Regions from separate parts of the Sus scrofa genome. Here all the other regions are linked to region 3. A link is a contact called in public HiChIP or PLAC-seq data. All regions are on one chromosome and are shown on one strand. The core of a region is the stretch at or near the end of the contact, and the rest is flanking DNA. Distances in the headings are between cores, read along the strand shown. Region 1 overlaps TMEM44 (transmembrane protein 44). Region 2 has its middle 50 kb from the start of TMEM44. Region 3 holds the start of ATP13A3 (probable cation-transporting ATPase 13A3).

Region 1 (3,189 bases), core at 131-2,630, 120 kb before region 3:
GGGCCAAATCTGGGTGTTCAGAAGGGTGGGAGGTAGTCATGGAAGGCTTCCTGGAGGAGGTGACACTTAACTGCCAGAGGATTAGGATAAGTCAAGGAAGCATTAAAAAAAGGAAGGTTTTTTTTGTTTTTTGGTTTTTTGTCTTTTTAGAGCTGCACCTGCGGCATATGGAGGTTCCCAGGCTAGGGGTCGAACTGGAGCTGGAGCTGCTGGCCTACACCACAGCCACAGCAACATGGGATCCAAGCTGCGTCTGCAACCTACACCACAGCTCACAGCAATGCGGGATCCTTAGCCCACTGATCGAGGCCCGGGATTGAACCTGCATCCTCATGGATACCGGTCAGGTTCATTAACCACTGAGTCACAACAGGAACTCCGGAAGGACTTCTTGAAAGCCTTGATGGGGGACAGAGGGTGTCAGATGGAGGGGAGTTCTGGGGATAAAAAGGTGAAGAGGAGGCAAGGGTGAGATAGTCACAGTGCAGAAGCTGACCATCATCCTGAGGCTGGTGAGAGTCCAGGAGGCTTCAGGACTAGAGACTCAAGGTCAGGTGTGTATTTTATTTTATATTTATTTTATTTTATTTTTTAGGGCCGCAGGTATGGCATATGAAGGTTCCCAGGCTAGAGGTCGAATTGGAACTACAGCTGCCGGCCTACACCACAGCCACAGCAATGCCAGATCCTCTGATCCACATCTTTGACCCTACAGCACAGCTCACAGCAATGCTGGATCTTAAGCCACTGAGTGAGGCCAGGGATCAAACCAGCATCCTCATGGATGTTAGTTGGGTTCATTTCCACTGAGCAACAATGGGGACTCCCAGAGGTGCATTTTAGAGCCATCGCTCAGGCAGTGTTGGGGTGAGGAGCAGACTAGGGAGAGGAGACTAGAAGCAAGGGAGTCAGTGAGGGACAGTTTTAAGTCCAGGAGAGAGGTAGTGTGGCTGAAGCAGATGGAGAAGCAGAGCTGCAGGTAGAGCAGTGGGGGCAGTGAGACTGTGGGGTTGGAGAGACCTCGGGCTCTAGATGCCTCTGGCCTGCATGTGGGTCCCCAGGAGGAAGAGCCTTGGAGAGGAGAGGGAAAGAGGTGACAAGATGTCCATTCCATGTTCCACACCCCACTAAGTCTGTTCCTGTCGAGGCTACAGTGACCTCCCTATTGCTAAATCCTGGGGTCATTTCTGTCCTTGTTGAGGTTTAACTCAGTTGACCACTAGCTTCTTCTGATTTGGGCTGTCCTGGTTTTTCCCCTGCACAGGTCTTTTCCCTGTCACTCCTGCTGGCTCACTGGTCTTTTTCCCTGTCACTTCTGCAGCTCCTCCTGGCGAGCGCACTTCAAGGTTGCAGTACCGCAGCTTCGCCCCAAGAGGGCTCCCTCTCCGTGTACACTCTTCCCGTTCCACAGCCCTACCTGCCCGCTCTGGCTCGTTTTCCCCGCCTGTGTCTCCATCCTTTTCCTCTCCCACAGCTCCAGTCTTAGCTGCCTCCTCATCGTCACCACATGGCATCTCATACATTCCGTGCCCGATACGGGTTTCTGGATTCCGGCTCCTGTCACCATCTTCCCCTTGTCAGTGAGCGACACCATTGCCCGTGCAGTGGCTCAAACCCGGAGCCCCTCTTCCCCTCACGTCATGCCCGTGCCCATTTCATCCATTTGTGAGCCTTGTAAATACTTTTAAAGTAGATCCAGGAGCCTCCTAACTGGTTGTCCTCTCACTGGTATTCTTGTCCCACCCCCTCCCATTTGCAACCGGAAGGGTCTCTTACATGTAAATTACATCTTGTTCCTCTTTGGCTTAAAACACTGCTCTGGCTTCCCAGCTCACGCAAAATAAAATCGAATCTCCTAACACAGACTTCCAGGACCTTCCCAGCCCCAGGCTTGCCCCCTCGCTGACCACCTCCTATTCTCCCCCTCTTTGCTCCTCTCTGGCTGCACAGAATTTCTCTCCATTCCTCTGCCCACTCTCTTCCTCCTGATTTTTTTTTTAAACATGGCTGCTTTTTTCTTGTTTTTAGGATTTCAGTTAAAATATTACCTTCTCCAAAGGCCTTCTCCCCCACCCATTCAAAAGTTGCCTCCACCCCTCTGCAGTATCACTTTATTAACTTTTAAAATATCTTGCAAAGCACTTTATCATGATCTTTTGTTTTGTTTCCTGCTGGGATATAAACTTTGTCTCGTCTGTCTTGTTTGCCTAGATCTGGTGTGTCCGGTCTCGGGCTCTTTAAACAGGTGTGTTTGGAACAGAGTTCAGTGGTAATGGCCCTGCTGAGTTGCCCTTGGGACATGCTGGCGCTCAGAGTTTGGCAGAGAGTTAGGTTTTACTCCTTGTTGTTTCTTGGAAATGGGTGCAAATAACCTGTGTGTGATATAATCGAAGTTCAGGGAGATTCAGAACAGCGCTTTCACAATGAAGCACCCACTTCGGCCATTAAAGCTCTTCTTCCGACAGGAGGGTGGGTGATGGGAAGCCCTGGAGAAGGCCCAGGGAGCCCTGGCAACAGCTGGGCAAAGCTTGGCCCTAGAAATTTTTTTTTTTTCTTTTCTTTTTTTTTGTTTTTGTCTTTTGTCTTCTGTCCTTTTTTTAGGGGCGTACCTGCGGCACATGGAGTTTCCCAAGCTAGGGGTCTAATCAAAGCTGTAGCTGCCGGCCTACGCCAGAGCCACAGCAACGCCAGATCTGAGCTGTGTCTGCGACCTACACCACAGCTCACGGCCACGCTGGATCCTTAACCCACGGAGCAAGGCTAGGGATCGAACCTGCAACCTCGTGGTTCCTAGTCGGATTTGTTTCCACTGGGCCACGACGGGAACTCCTAGAAATTTTTAAATCATGGAACTTCTGAAAAGTAATAGTGCAAAAATTACATTCATTCGAATCTTTCCAGTACCTGAATCTTGTGTGGATGCCTGCTTGGTTCTTTTCCACTGAGGCCCTCCAGCAAAGTACTTCCACTTGGCCTCTTCCTTCTGTATCCACCAGAGGGCGCGAGAGGACTCCAAACAGCTCCCAGCAGGAAGCCTGGAGCCCCACCCTCTAGCTTGGGCAGAAGTCACCTTGCTGGACTCCAGGGCCGTCATTCCCATAGTAGTCTTTTTACTGAGGACTAACTACTTGCCAGACTCTAAGTAAATAATAACAGCCCACCCTTCCATGAGGCTTATTGTACTGGTCA
Region 2 (3,167 bases), core at 313-2,812, 88 kb before region 3:
GGGGGATGGCAACTTCCTCATAAGCAGGAGGATTTGGAAACTAGAAACAGTTCCTGGAAACACTGCTACCTGGAGACTGGGGGCTGTAAAATATTACTATGAAAGAAAGGCAGTAATTCTCTCTCTCTCTCTTTTTTTAATTGGCCACACCCACAGCAAATGGAATTTCCTGGGCCAGAATTCAAACTGTTGCCACAGCAGTGACCTGAGCCATAGCAGTAACAACACCAGATCCTTAACCCACTGCACCACCAGGGAACTCCAAAGGCAGTAATTCTCAACCTCGACTGTACACCAGGATCAGCTGTGGTTTGTTTTGGGGGTTGTTTGCAGTTCACGTTTCCTGGCCCCACCCTTTGTGGACTCCCTTTCAGTAAATGGGGGGTGGGGTCACTGAAATTGGTCTGATCTGCTTTCACAAAATTGGAAGTAGAAATATTGTCCCACTTTTGTTTTTCCAGTTCCTCAGAAAAGACTGTACATGTTGTATTGCAGGAAGTCTGGTATCCCCCAGTCTAGATTCCCACCTCGCTTCAATTTTCTGCGAACCCTAAGGCTTAGGAGTTCCCCAGAGTGAAGGTGCTGAGGTGGGATTAGGTGGGATTAGTCTGGCCTCCATTCCCAGAGGGGAGAGAATGGACAGTGAGCAGCCCATCACTTATCTTCTCTGTACCTCACTTACCCCATCTATGAAATGGGAATAAAAACCTTTCCCAGCCTCCTAAGACAGCAGTGAGGACTAAAAGAACACAGAGAAGGTAATAGCACGCAGTCAGTCCTCAGTAAACAATGGCTTTTTTTTTTTTTGTCATTTTAGGGCCGCACCCGCAGCATATGGAGGTTCCCAGGCTAGGGGTCTAATAGGAGCTACAGCTGCCGGCCTACATCAATGCAGGATCCGAGCCGAATCTGCAACCTACACCACAGCTCACGGCAATGCTGGATCCTTAACCCACTGAGCGAGGCCAGGGATCAAACCCCCGTCCTCATGGATACTAGTTGGGTTTGATAACCACTGGGCCACGACGGGAACTCCAAACAATGGCTATTGTTATGGAGGCAGCCAGGCGCCTGGCAGGGGTGTGGGCTCTGGAGACAGACTGCCTGGTTCACAGCCTGCCAGCTACTCTCTGTCTAACCACCCTGCCTCAATTTCCTTTTCTATACAAAAGGAGTAATAATTACTGCTTCAAAGAAGTTATTATTATTTTTTTTTCATGGCTGCACCTGCAGCATATGGAAGTTCCCAGACTAGGGGTCGAATCAGAGCTGCAGCTGCTGGCCTACACCACAGTCCCAGCAACATCAGGTCTGAGCCACATCTATGATGCAACACCGGATCCTCAACCCACTGAGTGAGGCAAGGCCAGGGATCACACCTGCATCCTCATGGACACTACATCGCGTCCTTAACTTGCTGAGCAACAGCAGGGACTTGCCTCACACAATTGTTGCTAAATGAATGAATGAATGCTAGGCACATAGGTCCATGCTGGGCAAACCACACCACGGAAATATTAACAAGTATTATGACTTCTGCTGTGACCTCTTGCTGCCTGGTGGTGTCACTGTTGGACACTGGTCCTACCCCCTCCTCAGCTGGGGCCCACAGCCTTTCAGGACCAGCTGTGGCCCTTTGAGAAGGGACCACCACCTCCTCCTTTGCTAACAGTGGCCAGAGGAGACATGATCTCCTAAAATAGCAGTTTTCATCTACACAGCCTCATCCAAAGCCACTGGCCGGCCCTGAAATGCTGAATCAGATCCAGTTCCAGCCCCACCAGCTAGAGGAGCCAGAATCTCCTCTCTTGCTTCCTTCCCCAAAAGATGTACCCTAGGGTCCATGGTGTCTTGGAATATCTCAGAGTCTAAAGCACCCAAGTGCATCCCTTTCCCCAGGGAGGCTACGCTTTTAAAGGAAGTTCCCCTGTTGTGGCTCAGGGGAAACAAATCTGACTAGTAACCATGAGGTTTCGGGTTCGATCCCTGGTCTCCATCAGTGGGTTAAGGATCTGGCGATGCCGTGAGCTGTGGTGTAGGCTGCAGACTTGGCTTGGATCCTGTGTTGCTGTGGCTGTGGTGTAGGCTGGCAGCTGTAGCTCTGATTCAACTCCGAGCCTGGGAACCTCCGCATGCCATGGGTGTGGCCCTAAAAAGCAAAAATAAATAAACACACAAACAAATAAAGTTACCACGGTAAGTGGTGGGGTCCCCATGCCCCACTTTGCTCAGAGGGCTGTCTGTTCTCTGTGGCACCAAGTGATTGGCCCTCGTTAGAGAAGCTCCCTGAGAGATTAGCAGGTGCCAGCACGTACCCTTCTGGTGGAACCACTGGCAGGGATTCTGAAGCACTCTTTTCTTGTTAGAGAAGAGAGGATAAAACCCATACATCTAATCCCTGCGTGGAAACCATATTATGTGTAATTTAAAAAGAAAACCCAAAACACACACGCAATTCTAATATGTAGCCAGGATAGAGGATCGCTAAAGTAAGAAGACAGAGACCTACTGGTTATTACAACTCATCTGTACCAGTGGGAGGCCATGGGCTTATTCCCTGGAAACCCTCATGCCTCAGAACATTTTGGTCCTAGAATATAGGAGCTAAATCTGTCCCTAGAGATCAGTTAGTTCAATGATCCCCAAACTCAGGGTGCAGCAGAGTCACCAGAGTGTCTGCCTGGCACGCAGATTCTCAAGTCTCGAGAATTCAGGAGGTCTGGGGGTGGGGGGCGGGTGGAGAAGCGGCATGGAACCCCAAATCCTAGTGAGATGTTTCCGGGAGGATGCGGGCAAAGTCGGTGTGTGGGCGGGGGGGGGCGGGGGAGAGGCTGGCCACATAGTGGTGCCTAAGGAGGGGGTGATGAGAGGCAAGGTGTCCTCTCAGGGAGGCTCAGACGGGAGGGAGTTGTCCTCAGTGTGGTTCTCAAAGCGAAAGCTCAAATCTCTTGCCAACCAACACATCCCCTCTCTGCCTATGGGACATATTTTCAAATGGAAGAAAATGCATGGCCCAGGCAGGACCCCCAGGATCAGAACCTTCCATGGGAGCGGAGGTGAACCCCTGGGAATGCAAGCCGGGAAGACAATTGCTGCCCCAGGTCAGCAAGGAAAGCACTGGGCTCCGATGACCTCATGGCTCTTTTCTGTCGGCTGTGACTGGACAC
Region 3 (2,938 bases), core at 257-2,756:
TGGTCCAAGCCAAAGGGTGCGAGGAAGTGCTCGGAAACCGTCCAGCTCCAAACAACCTCGGGGGCCAGGAGCAGCGTGTTCCAGGCTCTCTATAAGGTGACATTGGTGACTTGACTTGGGATGTGTGCTGCTCCAAATGAGGTGTCACCAAGTGTCGCGTACCAAAGGTGGTAGCTCCCCCCATTCACCCCAAGAAGTGTCTTTAAATGCTATGAACCAGAGCCTGAATGCTCCCTGCCCCTGGCGAAGCGTGCCCAAGTGCAGTGCACCAGAGGTCGTGGTCTCCTCCTTTCTTACGCTTGAGCAGCTAGGAATTCTGTTAGCCGTAAGGTGAACGACAAAAAAATGGCCCTGCTCCAAGGTCACGGGCAAGGGAGTCTCAGCGCCAAAAGATGGCGGGCGCGTCATCGAAGGGTCTCCGCGAAAACCAGACTCGCGATTTGTACATCCGGCCGGGGCCCTGCTCAGAGATAAATCTTCTGCGGAGGGAAGTATTTAATTTACATCCAGCGCTGTCGGAAGGAACTCCTTACCGCTAGAAGCGGTGGAATGGAAGCGTGGGAACTTTCTCTTGGGTACACTTACTAGTCCTCCGCCCGAGGCCTGGCGCGCGGAGCCGGTGGTTAAAAGAGAATTACAGCTTTTTGCTTGTTTTTTTTTTTTTTTTTTTTTTTTTTGGATTGGGGAGGGGACTACTAAGGAATGAAAGGGACCTGGATTGGGAGCCACAATCTGGCTTCCTCTCTAGCATTTTCGTACAAGGTTCCTCCGTGACCTTGACTCTGGGCAAGTTAGGTTAGGCCCCTCGCAGGGACTTAGTTTCCCTCTTCATAAAATGCGGACTTGGACTGTGAGCTGGTATTTGCACGGCCAGGTTGGTAAATTCCACCTCCTACCGCCAAAAAAAATGCCGTTCTCGCTTAGTAACACCCCGCACCCCAACCTCGAGCCCCCCTGTAGTGCCCTCCCTCCCCCTTTCTTTTCTCCTCCCGCCTGGGGGTGAGGGAGCTAAAGGGGAGGTGGTGGGCGTGGCCCGAATCTCGGCCCGCCCACCCACCGGTCCCGCCCCTCCTGACGTCCCCTTTGCGCCCCTCCGCCCTCGGCGTTGGATGAGGCAATCACGTGACCTCACATCCGGCGCGGGAGTCCCGAGCTCCCCGTGAGCGCTCCCCCGCCCGCCTGCGGGCTCTCCCGGCAGAGCGATCCAGGCGCCACAGCGGAGGGGAGGGGGGTTCGCTACGTCGCTGGCGGCGAGAGGCCGTTTGGGAGTGCAGACCGCCCCCCTCCCCTGCCTGCCTTCCCTTGCCGCCCGCCCTTGTTCTCGCCCTGCTCCGGCTGCACGCCGCAGCCGCGCGCGCGCCGAGGAAGAGAGCGCGGACGCCCCTGCGCCCCGGCTCGGCCCGGGCCCCGCCGCGGCGCCTCCCTCCCCTAACCCCGAGCCGCAGCGCGCGGCGGCGGCGGCGCCTCGAGCTCGAGCGACCCGCGGCCGCCGGCGCTGGCCGAGGGCGATGGGGCTGGGCTGAGGCGAGGCGGCGGCGGCGACAGCGGCGGGCCCTGGCCCCGGCCCCCGCGGCCCTTTGGCTGCTCCGGCCGGGAGGCCGCCGAGGAGACAGCGCCGCGGCGCCCGGTGAGTGGTCCCGGCTTCCCCGGGGCGCTGGAAGGCAGGGTGAACGGAGCGTGTAGCCGGTGGGTGGAGGTGATGGGGGAGGTTGGAGGAGGTGAATGGTATTGTCGGGGGTGGCGGGTACCAGGTGAGCTCTCGGTCGGCCTCCTCGGGCCGGAATTGGGCATCACTTCTCCTGGAAGGCGTGTGTGCGGAGGGGAGCGCTAAGACTGCGGAATGTCTGTCTGGGACAGGTGAGGCGAGAAGGAGGGCTCCACGTTGTGGGTGTGAAGGCCTGGTTGGGTCACGCCACTTGGGAAGAAGGCGAGTGTGTGTTGGGATTTGGGAGTGGGACGGTCGTCCAGCCCTTTTAGAAAGTTCAGGAGATGGTGAGGTCGAAGGTAAGGTATTAGAAGGGAGCTTGGATGGGTTTGTACGAGTGCTGACTGAGGAATCTTGAATTCGTCCTTAGCCACGGAGTAGTAGAGCTCCTTGCCAATTACCGCATTAAGCTAAGTGAGGCCCAGAGAGGAAAAGTGACTTATGACTTATCTAAGGCCTCTCACTTTGACTCTGTGATAGAACTAGAAAAACCCAAGGCCCTGTCTTCCATTACTTCATGGCCACTCTCTTTATACCCTTTCCTTCTCCCCACACCATGTGCACAGTGCGGTTCTGGTGGATGTGTGATCTCTTTGGGGTGGGGGGAGTGGTGCTGAGGGAATCTAATTGGGGGTTGACAGTAATTCAGAGCTTCTCCATTTGGAAAGATTTTGTGACAGGTGTTTATCATTACCTCTTCCCATAGATCTGACAGAAACATCCTTGGATCTTGGTGTCTGGACATAGGAGGTATGAATCACTCACATAATTAACTACTTTTAATCATCAGTGTTTTAGAGCTATATTTAGCGGTTATATTAGTACAAAACGAATGGGTATGGAGTGGTAAACCTAGAAACAGAAACCTGTGTTTCCTACACATGATCCCAAACTAAATGAGTAGAACATTTGTGTATGTAATGACTATTTTAGCTCTATGAGTCAGGAAGTTAGAATTTTTAAGAAATCTAACAAATGCTGGAAGGTTAAAGATCATTGCAGAATGAACACTGTTCTGAAGGCTTTGTTGCTAAATTGAAGGTATTCTGATTGGAGATTGTCTTTTGAAGGGCAGTTACTTAGTTAAAAGTGCTCTCTGCCCTTGGTTTGAATTCATCCTCTTTACCAAGTCACATGTGTTAATTTTGTTTCACTGGAATATGTGTTGTATTTTGCTCTTAGGAGGATTGTTGCTTGGCCTAATAGGTTATAGTTGCCAAAATAAAGGTATAT

Evidence for each region. HiChIP or PLAC-seq counts read pairs in DNA pulled down with a chosen protein or histone mark.
Region 1: an H3K27ac HiChIP or PLAC-seq map of alveolar macrophages shows a contact between it and region 3, with 5 times the contacts expected there. The contact joins the enhancer-like site here to the promoter of ATP13A3 in region 3. A contact is called at or near these places in 3 of 5 promoter capture datasets (fetal liver, fetal skeletal muscle and liver), 34 of 47 Hi-C or Micro-C datasets (adipose tissue, alveolar macrophages, blood and 17 more) and 2 of 2 datasets of contacts at active chromatin or transcription factors (alveolar macrophages and skeletal muscle).
Region 2: an H3K27ac HiChIP or PLAC-seq map of alveolar macrophages shows a contact between it and region 3. The contact joins the enhancer-like site here to the promoter of ATP13A3 in region 3. A contact is called at or near these places in 2 of 5 promoter capture datasets (fetal liver and liver), 13 of 47 Hi-C or Micro-C datasets (alveolar macrophages, embryonic fibroblasts, epiblast stem cells and 9 more) and 2 of 2 datasets of contacts at active chromatin or transcription factors (alveolar macrophages and skeletal muscle).

Annotation. Positions count from the first base shown.
Region 1 is chr13:131,593,607-131,596,795 of Sscrofa11.1, reverse strand. All of the region lies in intron 7 of TMEM44 (transmembrane protein 44), which reads left to right. Among named protein-coding and RNA genes, the nearest start is that of TMEM44, 19 kb to the left of the region's middle. Within about 2 kb of position 1,380, at least 20 of the 83 cell types and tissues checked have an H3K27ac peak or open chromatin away from gene starts, as enhancers often do. A contact at or near this core is called in adipose tissue, alveolar macrophages, fetal liver and 1 more, where this site is marked.
Region 2 is chr13:131,562,601-131,565,767 of Sscrofa11.1, reverse strand. No RefSeq gene overlaps it. Among named protein-coding and RNA genes, the nearest start is that of TMEM44, 50 kb to the left of the region's middle. Within about 2 kb of position 1,562, at least 12 of the 83 cell types and tissues checked have an H3K27ac peak or open chromatin away from gene starts, as enhancers often do. A contact at or near this core is called in alveolar macrophages, fetal liver and retroperitoneal adipose tissue, where this site is marked.
Region 3 is chr13:131,474,673-131,477,610 of Sscrofa11.1, reverse strand. ATP13A3 (probable cation-transporting ATPase 13A3) reads left to right here and starts at 1,506. Exons shown (of 34, transcript XM_021070069.1): 1 at 1,506-1,627; 2 at 2,412-2,455.